Regions from separate parts of the Muntiacus reevesi genome. Here regions 1 and 2 are each linked to region 3. A link is a contact called in public Hi-C data. All regions are on one chromosome and are shown on one strand. The core of a region is the stretch at or near the end of the contact, and the rest is flanking DNA. Distances in the headings are between cores, read along the strand shown.

What was found. A called contact is a pair of places that touch in the nucleus more often than the background predicts.
Region 1: a Hi-C map of muscle shows a contact between it and region 3, with 6 times the contacts expected there. The contact joins the promoter of MAPKAPK3 here to the promoter of MANF in region 3. A contact is called at or near these places in 2 of 3 Hi-C or Micro-C datasets (blood and muscle).
Region 2: a Hi-C map of muscle shows a contact between it and region 3, with 4 times the contacts expected there. The contact joins the promoter of HEMK1 here to the promoter of MANF in region 3. A contact is called at or near these places in 2 of 3 Hi-C or Micro-C datasets (blood and muscle).

What each region holds. Positions count from the first base shown.
Region 1 is chr4:107,701,892-107,704,763 of mMunRee1.1, reverse strand. It overlaps MAPKAPK3 (MAPK activated protein kinase 3), which reads left to right and starts at 1,366. Exons shown (of 11, transcript XM_065933600.1): 1 at 1,366-1,521; 2 at 1,782-2,057. The coding sequence starts at 1,833.
Region 2 is chr4:107,754,674-107,757,373 of mMunRee1.1, reverse strand. It overlaps HEMK1 (HemK methyltransferase family member 1), which reads left to right and starts at 1,307. Exons shown (of 11, transcript XM_065933608.1): 1 at 1,307-1,326. C4H3orf18 (chromosome 4 C3orf18 homolog) reads right to left here and starts at 1,022. Exons shown (of 5, transcript XM_065935359.1): 1 at 754-1,022.
Region 3 is chr4:107,380,624-107,383,323 of mMunRee1.1, reverse strand. MANF (mesencephalic astrocyte derived neurotrophic factor) reads left to right here and starts at 1,254. Exons shown (of 4, transcript XM_065935358.1): 1 at 1,254-1,407; 2 at 2,163-2,290. The coding sequence starts at 1,323.

The DNA.
Region 1 (2,872 bases), core at 117-2,616, 320 kb before region 3:
GTCATGAAATTAAAAGATGCAGGTCCAAAGATACCTTTGGATAACTTGGGTATACGGAGGAGTTACTTACTGGTGGGACAGGTCCTGCTAGTGGCCTGTAGATGGCAGCAGAGGCCCACACAGAGATCCCTGCCCCAATTCAATCCAATCATCCCTGTTCCAAGTGAGCCCCCTCCTGGGTTGTGGGGTGAGAGGGAAGTGCAGGAGCAGTGCAGACTGGTCCAAGGAGACAGGCACACATCCTGCAGCTCGAGTCAAGTTGTTTCCTCTCACGGGTTCTTGGTTTTCTTATTTGTGAAATAAGAGTTAACAGTCTGCGATGGGAAAACGAGTTCAAAATATGTAAGGTAATTTAAGATAGGGACTTCCCTGGTTTCTCAGACAGTGAAGAATCCACCTGCATTGCCGGAGACCTGGGTTCGATCCCTGGGCTGAGATGATCCTCTGGAGGAGGGCAGGGCAACACACCCCAGTATTCTTGCCTGGAGAATCCCCATGGATAGAGGAATCTGACGGGCTGCAGTCCATGGGGTCTCAAAGAGTCGGATATGACTGAGTGACTAAGCACACAATCTAAGATGGACTCAGAGTGGAAGGGAAAACCACTTAGCTAATAAAGAATAACTGGCACTAGGGTGGAAGGAGGAGACTTTTAAAACATGACACCAAATGCTCAAGCCATAAGGTGAAAAGTTGATGCATATGACCAAATGGGAATTTAGGATTGGAGAAGGAAATGGCAACCCACTCCAGTATTCTTGTCTGGAGAATCCCATGGAGGGAGTAGCCTGGTAGGCTACAGTCCACGGGGTCGCAAAGAGTCAGACACGACTGAGCAAATTCACTAGTCTTAGGATGCTGTGTTCCAAGGGAGTATGAACAAGAGATGCACAGAAGGAGAGAGATGCCAGTGCTAGAAAGATCCCAAGAGCAACCAGGAACCAGACAGACCTGAATCTCAACAAAATTCCATTTCATTCGCTCTGGTGACAAAAAGTAAGACTTTAGATAGACTGGCAGTGGGCCACCACTAAGTTGCAAACCTTACAAATTGTACTGGAGGCCCTTTCGAGAGCTTGCAGAGAAAACACCCGATTCCAGGGGCTACCTGGGACTCCAAGAGAAGATTTCCTGTGCTGCCACTTCCTTGGTGGCGCGTACAATTGGCTGCTCGCACAACCCAGTCGGTAGCCGGCTGCTCTAGCGCTGGCTTTCCCCGGCGGCTGGCGGAGCCTCGGAGGTTTCCGCCCCCTGGAGAAGCCACGCCCCCTATTTCTGCCTCGCTCTAGGCGGGTCCGGCCCGGCCCCGCCCCGTCCTGCCTGGGCCAGCCTGGCCCTTTAAGACTGACCCAGCCCGGCATGTAGTCGGGGACGCGCGGGGGAGGGGAGCGGTCACGTGGGCAGGCGGCGGCGCGACTCTCGGCTCTGGGCGCCCAGGGCCGCGGCCTCTGGCGACCCCTGGGTCTGCCCCTTACGGGCAACCACAGCCCCGTGAGCTGCCGTCAGGTACGCCCTCGTCAGGTACGCCCTCGCAGGGCCCCCTCCACCTCCCAATCCCGGGACCCCGCGGCGCTTTCCCCTCTTGACTGGTGGCCGGGGCAGGACTCGCCTGGTGCCCGGCTTGCGGGACCACCGCCCCCTGTCGCGGGTCCGTCCTCTCCACAGCTCGTTCCTCATTCCCAGCCCTGTCCCCGGCCCAAAGCCCAGTCCGGCTTAGGGCGTCCATGGCTGGAGTGTACTGAAGGAGTCTGAGCGGAACTCACTCTTCGTCTCTTTCCCAGGTGGCCCCGGACGCGCCAGGCTGGGGCCGCCTCTGAGCGCCTCGCGGGGCCATGGACGTGGAAACAGCGGAGGAGCTGGGGGGCCCTGCGCCCCCGTCAAGTGCACCCTGCGGACCTTGTTCCGCTGGCGCTCCCGCCCTCGGGGGGCGGCGGGAGCCCAAGAAGTACGCAGTGACCGATGACTACCAGTTGTCCAAGCAGGTGCTGGGCTTGGGTGTGAACGGCAAGGTGCTGGAGTGTTTCCACCGGCGTACTGGCCAGAAGTGTGCCCTGAAGGTCAGTGACCCCGCGCGCCCGCAAGGGCGGGGGCCCCAACAGCAGAGACCTGTGGATGTGGGCTATGCCTAGGGCCTCTGTTAAGCTTCTTAGGCTAAGCGTTACCGTTTCCTCCTCTTACTCCTGTGTAAGGTTGGGCTCCTGGTCCTTCCTGCTTCACAGGTGGGGAAACTGAGGCTTAGCTTAGCTAAGCTCAGAATGTCCCAGGGAGCAAGGGGTGTAGTCAGCTGTGGGTAGAGCCTGCTGTACCCGGAAGCAAGGAGGGAGTGACTCCTGACTCTGGGTTTCTGGCTGGGCCTGTGAGTTTGGGCCCATGGGGGACCTGCATTCAGCTTGGCTTCTCCTTCTATGAGAAACTCTTCTGACTGGAATGGGTTTCACTTACTTTCTGCCTGAGGCTGAGTCCCCACAAAAACTTGGGGTGGGGCTCATTCTCCTGAGGCCCCTGCCTGCCTAGGCTGGAGTGGTGACAGTCTCCCAGGGCTGACTGGTGGGCAAGCCTGACACCCATTGCCCCTGTGGGCAGGAAGCTACTCATGGGCTCCAGATGAGTCAACCAGACCCATGTTGAAAGGGGCAGGCCCTGCCTCTGACCTGACCCACCCTGTTTCCTGGGCAGAGGGCGGGCCAGCCATCTAGCCACGTCACACCATAGACTCTGTGGGCCTGGTTAAGACCTCACTGATACAGCTGGAGGCCTGGGAGTCTTGAGGGTGGCTGACCGAGCTATGTAGTTCTGGCTCAGGTCATACAGTTTTGGGCCCAGGACCGTGCCCCATACCTCAAATCCCTTGACTCTGTCCTTGCTGCGAACT
Region 2 (2,700 bases), core at 58-2,557, 370 kb before region 3:
CCAGGAGACAGTCAAGGAGAGCGAATCTTCAGAGGTAAGAATGGAGCTCCCATTCTGAGATGACTTCTCCTACCCATCCCTCCTCCCTTGGGAGCACAGGGTGGGTGATATGCCCAGTCCAGGCTGTGACTTTGGCCTTCCCAGGCCAAAAGGCTCTGGATAAGACCGAGTGGAAAGAAGTCCCAGCCAAACTGCAGAAGGGCAGGCCTACAGGGAGGAGCAATGCACAGATCATGGCTGCATACACACGCTGTGCGCTAGCTCATGGGTATATGTGGGATGCCTCCTTGTGTGGGTGCATGGGTGTGTGTGAGGTGGGCACACACCCGGGACGGCCCCTTAGGAAGGGGCAAGGCTGGCACAGAAACATGGGATGGGAGAGGCTCATCTCCGCTCTCTGTCCTCTGCCTCTAGGTAGGCTGGGCTTGTCAGGAGTCCCAGGTCCTTTCTTGGTTCTGCCACTGACCCCGAGATGTGACCTTGGGCCAGACCCTTAACACTTGCTCTGGGGCTCTGTTTATTCTTCCTTCCAAAGGAGAGAAAGGGCCCTGCTCATCACTGTTCAGGACTGCCTCATGTTCCAAAGGGCAAGAAACGGAATCGGGGAGGAAAAGGGTTGGGCGCTACGACGTCCGAGAACCCACATACCGTTCTCCACCAGGTTCATCATTCCTCGCTACTCCAATCCCCATCCCCACCTTCGCCCCTCTGATTCCTCCATTCTTGCACAGAAGCGGCGACCTCAGCACTTACTTAATCCTCTCTGGGGCGCCGAGCTCAGCCGGAGAGGTTAAGGGTGGTGGCGACCGGCAGGAGGCGGGGGCAAGGTTGGGGGTGGACCCCCCAGGTCCTAGGGCAGGGGGCGGCGGGTCCGACCAGAGGTCCGCCCTCCCTGGGTGGACCTCCTGGGCTGTGCCTGTGACGTCGCACCGCCCACAGCCGAGCGCTCGCTCTGCCAGCCTGAACACCGACAGGCCCGGCCGGGACCCACCGCGGGGGTGGGGCTGAGGCCAGCAGCCTGGCGTCTTCGCGTTGCTCCAGCTAGTCTCGTCCCTGCCAGCCCTGCGCCCCCGACCCCGGATTGGCTGTCAGGCCCAGAGCCGGCTCTGCATTGGTCCGCTGGCCTGCCGCTCAAATCTGGCTCTGCCCCCAGCGAGAGTGGGAGCCGGGTCTCAGCTCTAGCAGACCACTGCTCATCTTCCGTGGCCCAAGTAGAATTGCGCGGGGGACTGTGGGCGGCCAGGCCTTTCTTAAGGGCAGAACTCTGGCCACCGGCTAGCCCGGGCTTCATCTCCACCAGGACAGACTCGCGCTCCCCGAATGCGGGTGGGCAGAGGTTTGTGGAGAGCACTAAACTAGGAGTCCTTGAGCCAGCGTTGAACTCTGGCTGGACGCTCCACTAGCTTGGTGAACTAGAGCAAGACGCGTCTCCTCCCTGGCTCTTAGCTTCCTGCTCAGATGGGCTCTGGTGTGAGGGCTGTTGGTAAATGATACCCACCTCTGGCTAGAAATGAGGCATCTTTCAGAGAAATAGGGAGATGGAACGGTATTATTATTGGAGAGGCATTATTGGGCACGTGCACCCAGGAAAACCTACGTATACCCCTCCATCCAGAGCGCGATCACCTCTAGAGTGAGGAGTTTTCAGATACCTTCTAATTCTCAGGTTTTCAGAGGAACTTATGGGGATCGCTTGTTAATAGCTTGTTACAAATACAGATCCCCGGGTCTGGGACGGAGCCTCGGAAACTGCATGTTTAACAGTAGTTTAGTCAACAGTGATCTAGTTAACAATAGACTCGAGGGCGGGGGGAAGTGGCATTGGCAGGCCACACTTGAGAGGCCCTGCCATGAATTTTATAGGAGCAACTGAGGCGCACACAGACGACCTGGACAAAGCCCGCCGACGAGTCGGATTCAAACCCTGGTCTACTAATACTTTAGAGCTGCCTGCTCCAAACCCTAAAACAGGGGTTAGAGGGTCAAGAGCGGCCCTGGGGTCCAGTCGCCACCTGGTCCTGGACACTGGTCCTGTCCAGGTCCTGAACACTGGGTGCCACGCCTCAAATTAGTGCCCGCCCCCAACACTGGGCTACGCCCACGTGCCGCTCTACCCAGACATAGTCTATGTTAGGCCACGCCCCTGCGCATAGCGCCGGATCCCTTGGACTCCTGGCAGCTGATGACACGCCTCCTTTCGGGTGGCCTACACATCTCCGGACTCGGTACCAGTCACCGCAGGCTACAGCCGTATTCCTGCTGCGACCTTCAGGAAGACTGTCTGGGGAGCAACCCTAACACAACGCCACCCTTTCCCACCGTGGGCCTGCGGAAGTAGTGTGCAAGGCGTTCATACCCACCCCACCCCCCAACCCCCCGCCACTGGCCCGCAGGGGCGTCCGAGGTGCAACCCAGCGGTTCTAGGAACCCTGGAGCTGGTCAACGGAATCCGCCCGAGCCCTTTCTCGAATGAACCAACCCCGGAAGCAGAGTCTCTCTGGGGCGCTCACATCCGGGTTATGCACATCCGGGTTATGCACATCCGGGAGCCGAACCCGCGGCAGTTTCTTCAGGGTGGCGGGAGAGTGTAGTAGCCTATTAGAAAGGTATGAGGAACACCTTCGAGACCTCGAGTTCTTCAGAGTTCTGGTAGCCTTCCTCAGAAAGTCTGTGGCCCCGTTGTACAGATGGAGAAACAGG
Region 3 (2,700 bases), core at 5-2,504:
CCTGTATCAGAAAGCAAAGTTAAAAGAAAAAAAAAAATTTGTACTAGTGTCCCAAAAAAAGTATTTTACTGTATATATTGTGGTAGCATGTTCTCAATCCAGCAAGAATGTGAAGTTTTAGATGTAAATATCTGCCACTTGCCTTCCTCCCTTTCCCCACTCCCTTGACTGCTGTTATGTGAATTAAAGATGAATTCCTGATACTGACCCACTGACTTCACTGACTGGGAGGGAGCAGCGCAAAATGCCCCCTCCAACCCTTGCCGCTGGGCTCCAAGCCCTTTCAGCCCTATAGAAATCTCTTCTCCGTCCTGAGCACAGAGCCAACCTTTCCCACGTCCGGCCTTCAAGCACAGGGAGCCAAGACTTGCACCGGGAAGGAGGGCAGCCGAGGGCCGAGAGCGCTCAGCTGGAAAGCAAGAGAGCGAGGACCAGCCGCCTCGGCCAGGCTCCCGAGGCTTGTGAGTAAAAGGGGGAAGAAGGGGTCTTCCTGGCGGGGGGGGGCCAAACCTCCGAAGCCGCCAATCTCCCAAGTAAGGCGGGATGCTTACGATCTCAAAGCCAGGCAACCAGTCCCGGCCCGGCCTCCCCTCTGAGCTCTGGGAAGACAACCTGGAGGGGAGCCCCCTCCTACGGGCAACCCCTCCTGCCCGACATCTGTCCACCCCGACCGGGTCCTCCTGTCGACCTGTCGGAGCAATCCGGGCTCTCCTCAGCGGTTCCCCAAAGGCTGGTTCCCCAGCCCACGTGGTTCCTTAAGAAAAAGGAAAGAAATCTCTTCAGAGCCTTGCCTGCGGCCGGCCGCCCTCCCTGCCTGTTGGGTTGCGGCTGACCACAGAGCCCCTGACCTGCACCACGAGTCGGGACCAGAGCGGAGAAGTCCGTGGGCTTCTTTGGGAGGACTTGGGGCCCAAAACAGACAGTACACAGAGCAACTGAGCATGCGCGGGGCAGCGGCCGAATCCCACTCCAGCCTGCGGCGATCCGCCTCGGCCACAGCCTCTGCCCCTACCAAAGATGGCGACTGAGCCGCTTCCGCCGCCTCTGCGGTCGCTTCCTGCGAGCAGTCCCGGTTCAATCAGCGGTCGACAACTGTCTAGGGCGGAGGGCGGGCGATGCCACCAGCCAATAAGGAAGGGTAGCGTGGAGCCGCTCTTGTGGGCTCCGAGGCGCGTAGACCAATGGGGAAGCGGTGTGTGGGAGAGCGTGGGGGGGCGCCAGCCAATAGGGAGCCACGGCGCGCGGCCGGGACCTGGGGGCTGCTTCGCACGGCGGGCGCGGTTCAGTCCGGCGAAGGCGGCGGCGGCGGAGGGTGGTGGAGGATGTGGGCCACGCACGGGCTGGCCGTGGCGCTGGCTCTGAGCGTGCTGCCAGCCAGCCGGGCGCTGCGGCCGGGTGACTGCGAAGGTAAGGCGGAATTGGGGTCTGAGCGCTGTGGCCGGCCTGGCGGCGGCGCTGAACCCAACCCAACCACCAAAAGACTGAGAGGCTGGGGCTAATGCGGGCGGGGGCGGCCGGTCCCAGTGGGGTCTGCGAGAGGAGGGACCAACGCCGAGTCTAGAAAACATTTCCTGGGCCTAAAAAACATTGTTACGACGAGAACGTTAGGACTAGATCATACAGACAGTTTGGCCTGAAACTGAGATAACGCCGGAGTTTTGGTCCTTTACCATCACTGGGCAGAGGCTCCTGGGAGCGGTTCTGGCCCAGGTTGGGGAGTCTTGAGGGCCGCCCGTGGGCACTGCGCCTGGTGTGATAGGGTTGCAAAGATTCATGTTGGGGTTCGGTGTTGCATTTGGAAATGAGTAGCATTTGCATCGGTTTTTTCTCTTCGGCCTCTAGTTTGTCCATTTATGAGGTCACAGTGAGCCTAGCTCAAGGACACGTGTTCAGTCTCGGTTTAAACTTTATGGAAAGAGCAGGGAGGGGCCATTTGTGGGTCATTAGGTGATGCTCGTTCCCCGCATCCCCTGGGTGTACTCGGGGACCCAGCAACCCGGAGCACGGTTCTGTCTACCTGTGGGCACCCGAGAAAATCCGGTGGTAGAAAAGCTCCCCTTTCTCCGTGTCTCCTATTTAAAATTGCTGCTGGAGTTCCCGCCTGGTGAATTGGCCTGCAATTTGGTGATGACTGGAGCATGTTCCTTCTTTCTCTTTTCCAGTTTGTATTTCTTATCTGGGAAGATTTTATCAGGACCTCAAAGACAGAGATGTCACATTCTCTCCAGCTTCTATTGAAAAAGAACTTATAAAGTTCTGCAGTGAAGCTAGAGGCAAAGAGAATCGGTTGGTAAGTAGCTGGCTGGCCCTTGCCAGCGTTTTAAGTATCCACATCCCAGGCCTGGAAGTACAAGACCCCGCCCACTTGTCTATCGAGGAGACCAGCTGTTCCTGTCAGTGAACTAATGTGGGTCTGAAGTGCTTTCTGTATTTGGCCATTGGGATGTTATTCTCTTAGTGTTGATTAAGCACCTACTGTGTGCTGGACACCGGAAATATCAGGGGAGAGTAGTGACAGGCAAATGATGCAGTGGGATGCAAGTTGTGCAGAAAATGGACCAGGAGGGTATGGTAGAGAGGGTAGGCACTAACTTAGACAGTAGTCAAGAATTTTTCTGAGACAAGTCATCATTATGGAGAGGGAAAGAACATTACAGGCAGAGGGAACAGCCAGTGTGAGTGCCCAGAGGCCAGAGCAAT